2 separate regions of the Cricetulus griseus genome follow, and region 1 is linked to region 2. A link is a contact called in public Micro-C data. All regions are on one chromosome and are shown on one strand. The core of a region is the stretch at or near the end of the contact, and the rest is flanking DNA. Distances in the headings are between cores, read along the strand shown. Region 1 overlaps Acvr1 (activin receptor type-1). Region 2 holds the start of Acvr1 (activin receptor type-1).

Region 1 (4,399 bases), core at 743-3,242, 82 kb before region 2:
TGACCTGAAACAGGAATTAAATGACTGTATTTTAATGACTGAAATAAAGCAACTGATACAAATTTAAAACACAAATATTTGAGTTGTAGATCATTTTTTAATCATATTTATCAAAGAATATACCTAATACATTTTAAAGTATATCTGCTGATACAGGGCTGGGGATGAAGAGTTAGTGTTGTGATGAGCAGATAAAATGAAAACAGAATAAAGGGGTGGCTATTCACAGACTGATGATGGAAAATCAAATATCATTTAGTCAATGTACCACACCATAAATAAAAGCATTCATCACTGAGCCTACAGAATGGATGGTCAGAGAATGGGGCTATAGCTCACAGAGAAGGGTGTGATAGATGGGTAAGGTGCCCAGATTTATCTATGGCAGTGGTCCTCAACCCTCTTAATGCTGCTACCCTTTAATCTGGCTCCTCGTGTTGTGGTGACCCCCAAGAATAAAATTATTTTTGTTGCTACTTCATAACTGTAATTTTTCTACTGTTATGAATAATATAAACATCCGTGTTTTCTGATGGTCTTAGGTGACCCCTGTGAAAGGGTTGTTTGACCCCCCAAAGGGACTGAAACCCACTAATTGGAGAACCACTGATCTACAGCAATAAACAAATAAGTAAAACCAACAAACATAAATAAATGTATAGTCCAAGACAGCAAATATTCACAATAGTATGTTTCTAGTGTGAGCTGTTTTCAAAGTTGTATCCTAAAGTAAACTCTGTAGTCACAGACAGAGGAAGAAATACCACTTTCCCAGGACTCTTTGACAGGATATATAGTATGACAGATGTTTGAACTATAACTAAAGAGTTTCATCAAAAGCCAGAACCTCAAATAATTTTAACATTTAGTGAAATTCAACTCACTGAACCCACTTGTGCTGTGTACACAGGCAAAAAGCAGCATTAACCTTAGTCAGCTCTGACTCTGCAGTCTCAGTTAGGTCTCCTTCAACCTTCTACAGATGTCTTGTAGTTGTACAGACAGAACTAAGCTGCTGACTGCTTTTCTGTTGATGGCTCTTTCCAAACAAATGTCAAAATGCATGTTTTACATATCCTTGTTCTCCACACTCAGGACAAAGAAACAAATACAAATGGAGAATAGCTTTTAATGGTATATAATAATTAACTCCATCTTTGATATGAAACCAGGAGTCAAGCACGAGTACTCAACCTTCATCAAATCTGGTTCTCTTATGCTTTCCTCCCAACATTTCATTTATTTAATTGGTACATTCCCATAAAACTAATTAGTAAATCCTTTATGTACTTATTTTATACACATACACATATACACTCAAACACACAGAGATACACACACACACACACACACACACACACACACACACACACACACACACACACACAAATATAAATGAGGACCTAAAATTCACAATAGAAGATAGCAGTCTGAGTTAGTTTAAAGAGAAGTCAAAGTGATCTTCTAAATTAGGATTACTAATTCAACAAAGGCTAAAAGGAAGGCAGAACATACTTAGATGTTAATATCCACAATTCTTAGGAATACAGCAAGCCTCAAAATGCCCATGACTCACTTTTTCAGTCTGGTCAAATTTAACATTCACCATGACATGTGTGGGCCTGTAATATTTTACTTGGGCTGGGTGTTGAGCTAGGGAATATCTGTAAGAGCTACATATAAGAATGTGTGGGTTCCTAACCTCTCAGACCATGATATCAATGCAGGATAACTGTGTCATAACACTGCTCCTCCATGGTGCTACAGGAAGTGTGATATCTAAAGTGAATAAAGTCTTTACACCTGCCTGCCAGAATAACCAGGAAGTGCCCTGGCAGAAGGCAGCAAGCCTACTCCACCTAGTTGACATTCATTTAAATAATTCAGTAATTTAAATGTCAAGCCAGAGGTATTCCCTCTCTGCACAGCTCACCCACATTGTTTGTTCTAGAAGGCACCTCCCGGCATTACTCAGTGTTATGGCTGGCTCCATTTGCTCTTTGCATCACTAGAACCAGGGCCGTGTGAAAATGCTCACAGCTGGGGCTGGCTGGGAACAGACTGGAGAACTCTGACCACAAAGGATGGCTGCTTCCTATCAAGGGAGAAGCCACCGGAGTGGGAGAGGATGGGACTGTTTGCAAGCCAGAGGCATGAGCTGGGAGTCCCCAAGAGTTCACAGCAGCCAACTCTTTAAAAGATTTCTCTTGTTCTGGGCAAGGCTCAGCTCACAGTCTGGACACACCCACTAGGAGATGGCTCCAGGCTGGCAAATGGAAGAGACAAAGCAAAAAGCGGCTCCGACTTTTTCAGACTGTTGATAGCTTGGGACAATCTTGGGCTTCATAGTAAAACTATTCACATTGATGCTGAACTAGGACTTCAGCAATTGAGGCACGATACTGCAGACTCTCCTGTCTCCACCTGCCTAGTGGTGTACTGTATAATGTTTACAGTATTCAAACAGATTTTTTCATTCCATATGAGGCATAAAAACCCATGTTTCCCACTAAGATCTTTGATACGTAACAGATGAGAAAATGCTGCGAGTAAACTGTCCTGGAGCCAGGAGCCATGCTAAGGGTCAGCAAAAGGGGACAGGCTGGGTTTTTGACAGGATCTCCTCAAAACGGTATAATAATAATGTAGTAATTAGAAGGTGATTATAAAAGCCCAATAGTGCAGAACTTGTATAAGCTAAAAAGGGAACTCCAAACATCCTTGGCCTCCTTCCAGCAGTCCAAACGATTCATTCATTTGAAGTGGCAGTTTATATTAGGTTTATAGATTATGGGAGTCCTTCCACCCGTCTCCTAATCTGGGAGCACTGTTTGGCACCTCTCCAGAATTTGCAAGCATTTGAGATCTCTGGCATTAAACAAAGGCTTAAGGAAGGATTTTGCAATGCCAGGTTTCACTGCCAGCAAGCTTGCTCTTCAGACAGAAACACAAAGGTCTATCTGGAATGCCTACTGAAGGGCACTTGATCCTTTGGCAAGAAGGCAGGCTGTATATGTTTGAGGCTAAAATACACCAGGGGTGCAAATGCTCTCGCAGTCTACACACTCCTATAGGAAATAGACGTCTTACTCTTCTTTAAAACAGAGACACTGATCTTAAGAAAGTTGTAAAGCCAAGAAACAAATACATTTCAAGAGCTTTGAGAGAAGAGAGGAAGTCAAAAAAGACTATAAAACAGAATGGCAACTAGAAAGCCCAAGACTTTTGAACTCAGGATGTAGCTACTCCAAATGCATTCCTCCCTAGTGTTCTCTAACTCAGGGAGTGGCGTGCCCATTCATGCAACCACACAGGCTGCTGGTCTCTGGCTCCCATCACTTGCAAGACAGACTATAGCCTGACTCATGCAGCTCTTCACCCTGCCCTCTTCAGAACTTGGGAGTCCTCAGGAGGCCTCTTCTTGCTACAGGCTCTCAGACCCTTTCTTTATGGAACCCCTCCATATTGGATATTTATTCCTTCCCTGACAGCACTGAGTCTACTTAGTGGATCTCACCTTGCCTGTCAGAGCCTAGCACTTGAATCTTCCAGAACTGATGGTTCCCCTGTCCTTTGTTCTGATGGTCAACAACATGAGGATAGGACCTATTCCTACCAGCAGCAGCCTCTGTACCTGGCAGTATCAACCTGATGGGTATTTGCTTCAGCATGAATTTTCCATTCACAGAAAACTTTCAGGGATGGGAAGAGACCTGATGCTGGGTTTCAGACCAGACTGAGCCCATAAAGTCTTCAAATGTCAGCACTGATCCTCAGGCAAGGCTTAGTCACCTGCCAGCATGTCCATGCAAATCATTTCTTCTAGAAGGGGCCCATGGCACCATCACATCTGTTCATACTTGGGGCTCCCAATGTATGGAAAAATCAGTACTTTCTATGGGAATGTAAGCTCTTATTTTTGCTTTTTTTTTTGTGTGTGTGTGAGCCTGTTTATTTATCAAAGACCACAAGTAAACTGTAAGCGTTCCTTAAATAAGGAACCCTCATAAAACAGCTGGGCTTTGTGGGTGGTCTTCCTTTGGCTGGCTGCTCTATGGACTCTGGCTGCTAAGATGGTCCCCTGATCAAGGTCATTACCACACAGTCAGCACCTTCACGGACAATGAGTTTGGAGCAATCCATACAGGCCATGTCTGCTCAGCAGAGCAAAGTTGCCCCGGATTTTTGCTGCCATTTTTCCGATGGTAAGTTCAGTAGAGAAGGGGGAAGGAAGAGTGAGTTCTCCCTTTGCCCTTTATGCTTTGCTGCAGGTAATATAGATCCCTAGGTCATGCTGCCTTTGAACTGCTGAAGCTGGAGGTAGGGGTGCCATCTGTTTATTTTATGCCTGGGCTGACTCTGAAATAATCCCCACAAATTAAGCCTACACCTTCTGCTC
Region 2 (3,957 bases), core at 922-3,421:
AGTACAGGAAGAAAACTTGGTAAATTACCAGTTTGGAGGGGAGGGCACTCATTACAATGCTATTAATCAAATTAAGTTCCTCACTCCTGAAACGCATTACACTCCTGAATATGGCATTTTAACTCTGCATCCTTAATATTCTCTGTAATTACTTAGCAATTACAAGAAATTTATTCAGATTCAAGTGATCACTTCTAGTCCAACGTGCAAAAGTTGTAAGACTATTATCTCAATCAAGTTTGATCTAAAACCACTCTCTGTTTCAAGCAAAACTCAGCAACACAGTTGAAGAGAGAAGGCAAACCCAGTGCATGCCCATGCTGGTCCTTGATCTTTGCCGTCTAGCCGGAGTTTATCTCACCATCACTCATTGCCTTTGAGGATTCACATACAGCATGGCAGCTGAAATGCTATGACCCATCACAAAATGACAGCAACCTGAGGCTCACAGTTCAGCCTCGAAACACTTCCATTCATCAACCCCAGGACAGAAAACAAAAGTAACCACCACAAAACAAGGGATTTGATCTTAGGATGGTAATCCAGATCCTATCCAGACTTAAAATAACCTTGTGACCGCACTGTCTCCATGAGTGACATGGGTGAGGCCTGGGTTTCATACTTAAGCAGTGTGCCAACTGTAGAGCTGCATGGCAAGGCAGCCTCTGAGGTCAGCACAAGTCTAGTGTCTGCCGCCTGCCCAAGCCTGGGCCCCTGGCCAGCAACCCACCTCCAGAGACTAGTGCCAGGACATACTATAGTGTTTCCATTTAAGGCCCGCCACTTGGATCAGCCCATCTCTGAAGTTTCTTAACACCACCTTTCCAGGAAGAATTTTTTGGGGAAAAAGGAGGTGGTGTCTATTTTTGCCACCGCCTTCCCTTGGGCTGTCAGAGCAGTCTGCCTCTCAGGAACAGGATTGTTTCAAATCATTGGGTTAAGTCTCAATTTGGGGATTTTTTCCCAAAAATTATATATCTATGCAAACACAAATACATATATATGCAATTACATTAAACATGTATGGGATCGGAGACATTTCCCATCATCTCACACCATTCACAAAAACCACAAAGAAGAAAAGCCAATAAAGGGAACAACAAATCCACTGCATTACAGTCTGCTTCTCTCCAAACACCAAATTAATGACAACTTTTTAACCAACACTTTTCTTCTGCTACAAAATGGTTGGGTTTTGTTCTTTTTGTTTTGTTTGTGTACCCCCCCCCCCAAGTAGCTTCCTCCATGCCACACAAGGGTTGTTCAGAACTCCAGGGGTAAAAGGAGGTAGGAAAGGGTGGGAGAAGTATCTGGCACAAACTGGACAGAGCCAAGCCAGTCTCTAAACCAGACGGAAGTCCATGCATGCAGTGGCCCCAGAGGCCCACAATTCTCCCCAGTGCGCCCAAGGTTCTAGCCTCACTGTTTTGGTTAGTGTGGAAGGAAGGGTTTTAAACTTGGCAAAGTACCGTACAACATCTGTAACCACATCTGCCTTCTGGGGATGGGAAGATGAATCCCACATTCCTGGCTTTGAAGCTGTTTGAAACTGCAGCTAGGAAGGACAGAGGGAGGGACGGAGGGAGGGAGGGAGTTGAACAGAGTTTATTGGCTGTCTCTCCAGCAGAAAATTCCTCTTGGAAGAGATGGATATTTTGAGGGTGGGGGTGACTCGCCAATCCCTTTAGTCTGCCAAGCTCAGCTTGGAAGGTGAGCCCGGGGCCGAGAGGCCAGATCGATTTATAAGTCCGAAGCGCACACCCTGCAGTAGTTCACCCTACGCACACCCGAGCCCCCAGCTCCAAGTCTTTGCCCTCCCCGGATCCCACCCGCAACCGAGGCCCTAAGCAAGACAGTTTCGTTCTGCCGCTGCTTCCCCCTGTCGAGAGGGCACGCAGCTTGCCGGAGAAAGAATGAAAGCGAGGGGGAGGCACCGAGACGCCCACCCTCCACCCCCGATCCCGGCTTCTCCTCCGACTAGGTTCCCTCCTCCCTCGGTCTTCCCGGTTCCGGCGGCGCTGCGGGCGACCTGTCCTCACCTCTGGTCCAGCGGCGGCCGGGTGCTGAACCCGGGGAGGCGGAGAGCGCGAGGCGGCGGGGCGCTGCAGGGCGGCGCGGGAGGCGCGGGGCGGGGCGGGCGCTGCAGCCGGCGAGGAGCCCGGAACTCCGCGGGCGCGGGCGGGCGTCCCCGGCGGCAACGGCGGCGGCGGCGGCGGCGGCGCAGAGCGCAGCGCAGCTCGGCACAGAGCGGGAGACTGGCGGCCACGGGGCCCGGGCGCACGCAGGCTGGCGGCAGGCACCCGGCTAGAGCCGGGAAGACGACTGGCGCAGGGAGGGAGGCGGAGGGCGGGGAGGAGGGCGGAGGAAACTTGCGGCGACGCGGGGGTTCGGCCGGGGCGGAGGGGAGCCGGCGGCGGCAAAGTTCCCCCAGCGCTTGGGGGCGCGGCGGCGGCGGCGACCGGAGCTGGAGGCCGGGAGGAGGCGGGAGGAGGAGGAGGAGGAAGTGGCTGCGGAGCGCTCGGCCAATGAGTGTCTGGGAGCTGTGATTAACCAGGCAGCAACACATCATTTCCTCCCGGCGCGGATCCAGGGAGCCGGGAGGAGAGGGCCGGCGGCGGGGCGGGGCGCTCCTCGCCCCCTGCAGGCGCCGGGCCCCGGGGAGCCCGCCAGCCTAGCCGTGCCCGCCCGTGCCCCGACCCCCGACCCTCGGGCCGCCGGGCTGCGGGCTGCTAGAGCAGGGCTGGCGGGACGCGGTGGGGGGGGGGGGTAGGGAGGAGCGCGGAGCGGCGCGGGGAGCGGCCAGGTAGGCGCGGGCGGGGACGTCTGGACAGCTCCCGGGGCGCGGGGCGGGCGAGCCTCAAGCAGACTGGCCAGGGACTACTGGGGCTCATGCACTCATCTCCAATTCTGCGTGTCAGGCGGAGGGGTGGTTTTTCAATGCTCCGCCTTGGCCAGGCATCGCTGCCCTGCCTGCTGATCCCCTTCCACTCTGCTCATTTCTTCGCAGGGTCTGGGGTTATGCAAGCGTTTGCCATTTTCGCAGTCTGCTTCCTTGGTAATAAAAATAAGCAAGTCGGGGGGAGGGGGCTTCTGCAATAATCCCGCCCTGTCCTAGGCGCCATGGGAGCTTACAGTGGGAAGGAAGGAACATTCCCCGCCGCAGAGAGGCTGACAACCTCGGTCCTTGGATACACAAAAACACCCCAGTGTGCTAATATTATCCGGGGCATCAAAAAAAGGCATGCAAGGATCAAATTTTGCATGGTGCCCGCTTAGTGTGTGGAAGCACCAAGCCATTTTCTCTGCCCTCTACAAGCTTATAATGTACAAGCTTATCACAAAGCAAAGTAAAATCGTGACACCGATAAATGGGAAAAAACATAAAGTGTTTTTTATCCCTACAGGTCCCTTCATGCAGAGGGCATTTATTGGGTCGCTGGCTGCAGCACTGCAGATGGTTGCAAAGGAAATGGAAGATCTGGCCTTTGCAGGAGTTTGCAGTCGGGCTAGTAACACAGGCATATGTACAAGGAACAGCTAAAAATTAGCCTTCAGGTGTTGTAGAAGCAAAAAGACAAGAAGCTTGTTGGTTCTTTTGTGTTTGGATCGTTCATTAGAAGAGCCTTGAGTTATATTTGGTGGAGATCAGGAGAGGAAAGTTCAGGTCAGATCAAGGCAAGAGTACCAATCTGTATCCTGCTCAATAAAACAATACAACAGAGCCCTCGGTGACACTTAACCTGAAGTGTCATCCTTTGCTGCTCACTGTTTTTGACCTTGGACACACTTTTAACCTAAGAGGGAAAAATAGCAGGCAGTGGTTGTAAGGTGCCAGTGCAGCTACCTCTTCAAGCTGTTGTATGCTTTTAGCCCTTCAAACGTTCACAACCCCCTCCATGAGGTCAGGCACCAGGTTTGATTATGTTTGTCATATATCATGTGTGAATGTTTAATAAA

What was found. A called contact is a pair of places that touch in the nucleus more often than the background predicts.
Region 1: a Micro-C map of the CHO-K1 cell line shows a contact between it and region 2, with 2.3 times the contacts expected there. The contact joins the enhancer-like site here to the promoter of Acvr1 in region 2. A contact is called at or near these places in 5 of 8 Hi-C or Micro-C datasets (the CHK-Q cell line, the CHO-K1 cell line, fibroblasts and 1 more).

What each region holds. Positions count from the first base shown.
Region 1 is chr6:116,391,379-116,395,777 of CriGri-PICRH-1.0, reverse strand. The region is part of intron 3 of Acvr1 (activin receptor type-1); the gene reads right to left. Among named protein-coding and RNA genes, the nearest start is that of Acvr1, 82 kb to the right of the region's middle. Within about 2 kb of position 1,992, at least 1 of the 6 cell types and tissues checked has open chromatin away from gene starts, as enhancers often do. A contact at or near this core is called in the CHO-K1 cell line, where this site is marked.
Region 2 is chr6:116,310,021-116,313,977 of CriGri-PICRH-1.0, reverse strand. Acvr1 (activin receptor type-1) reads right to left here and starts at 2,171. Exons shown (of 11, transcript XM_035446227.1): 1 at 2,040-2,171.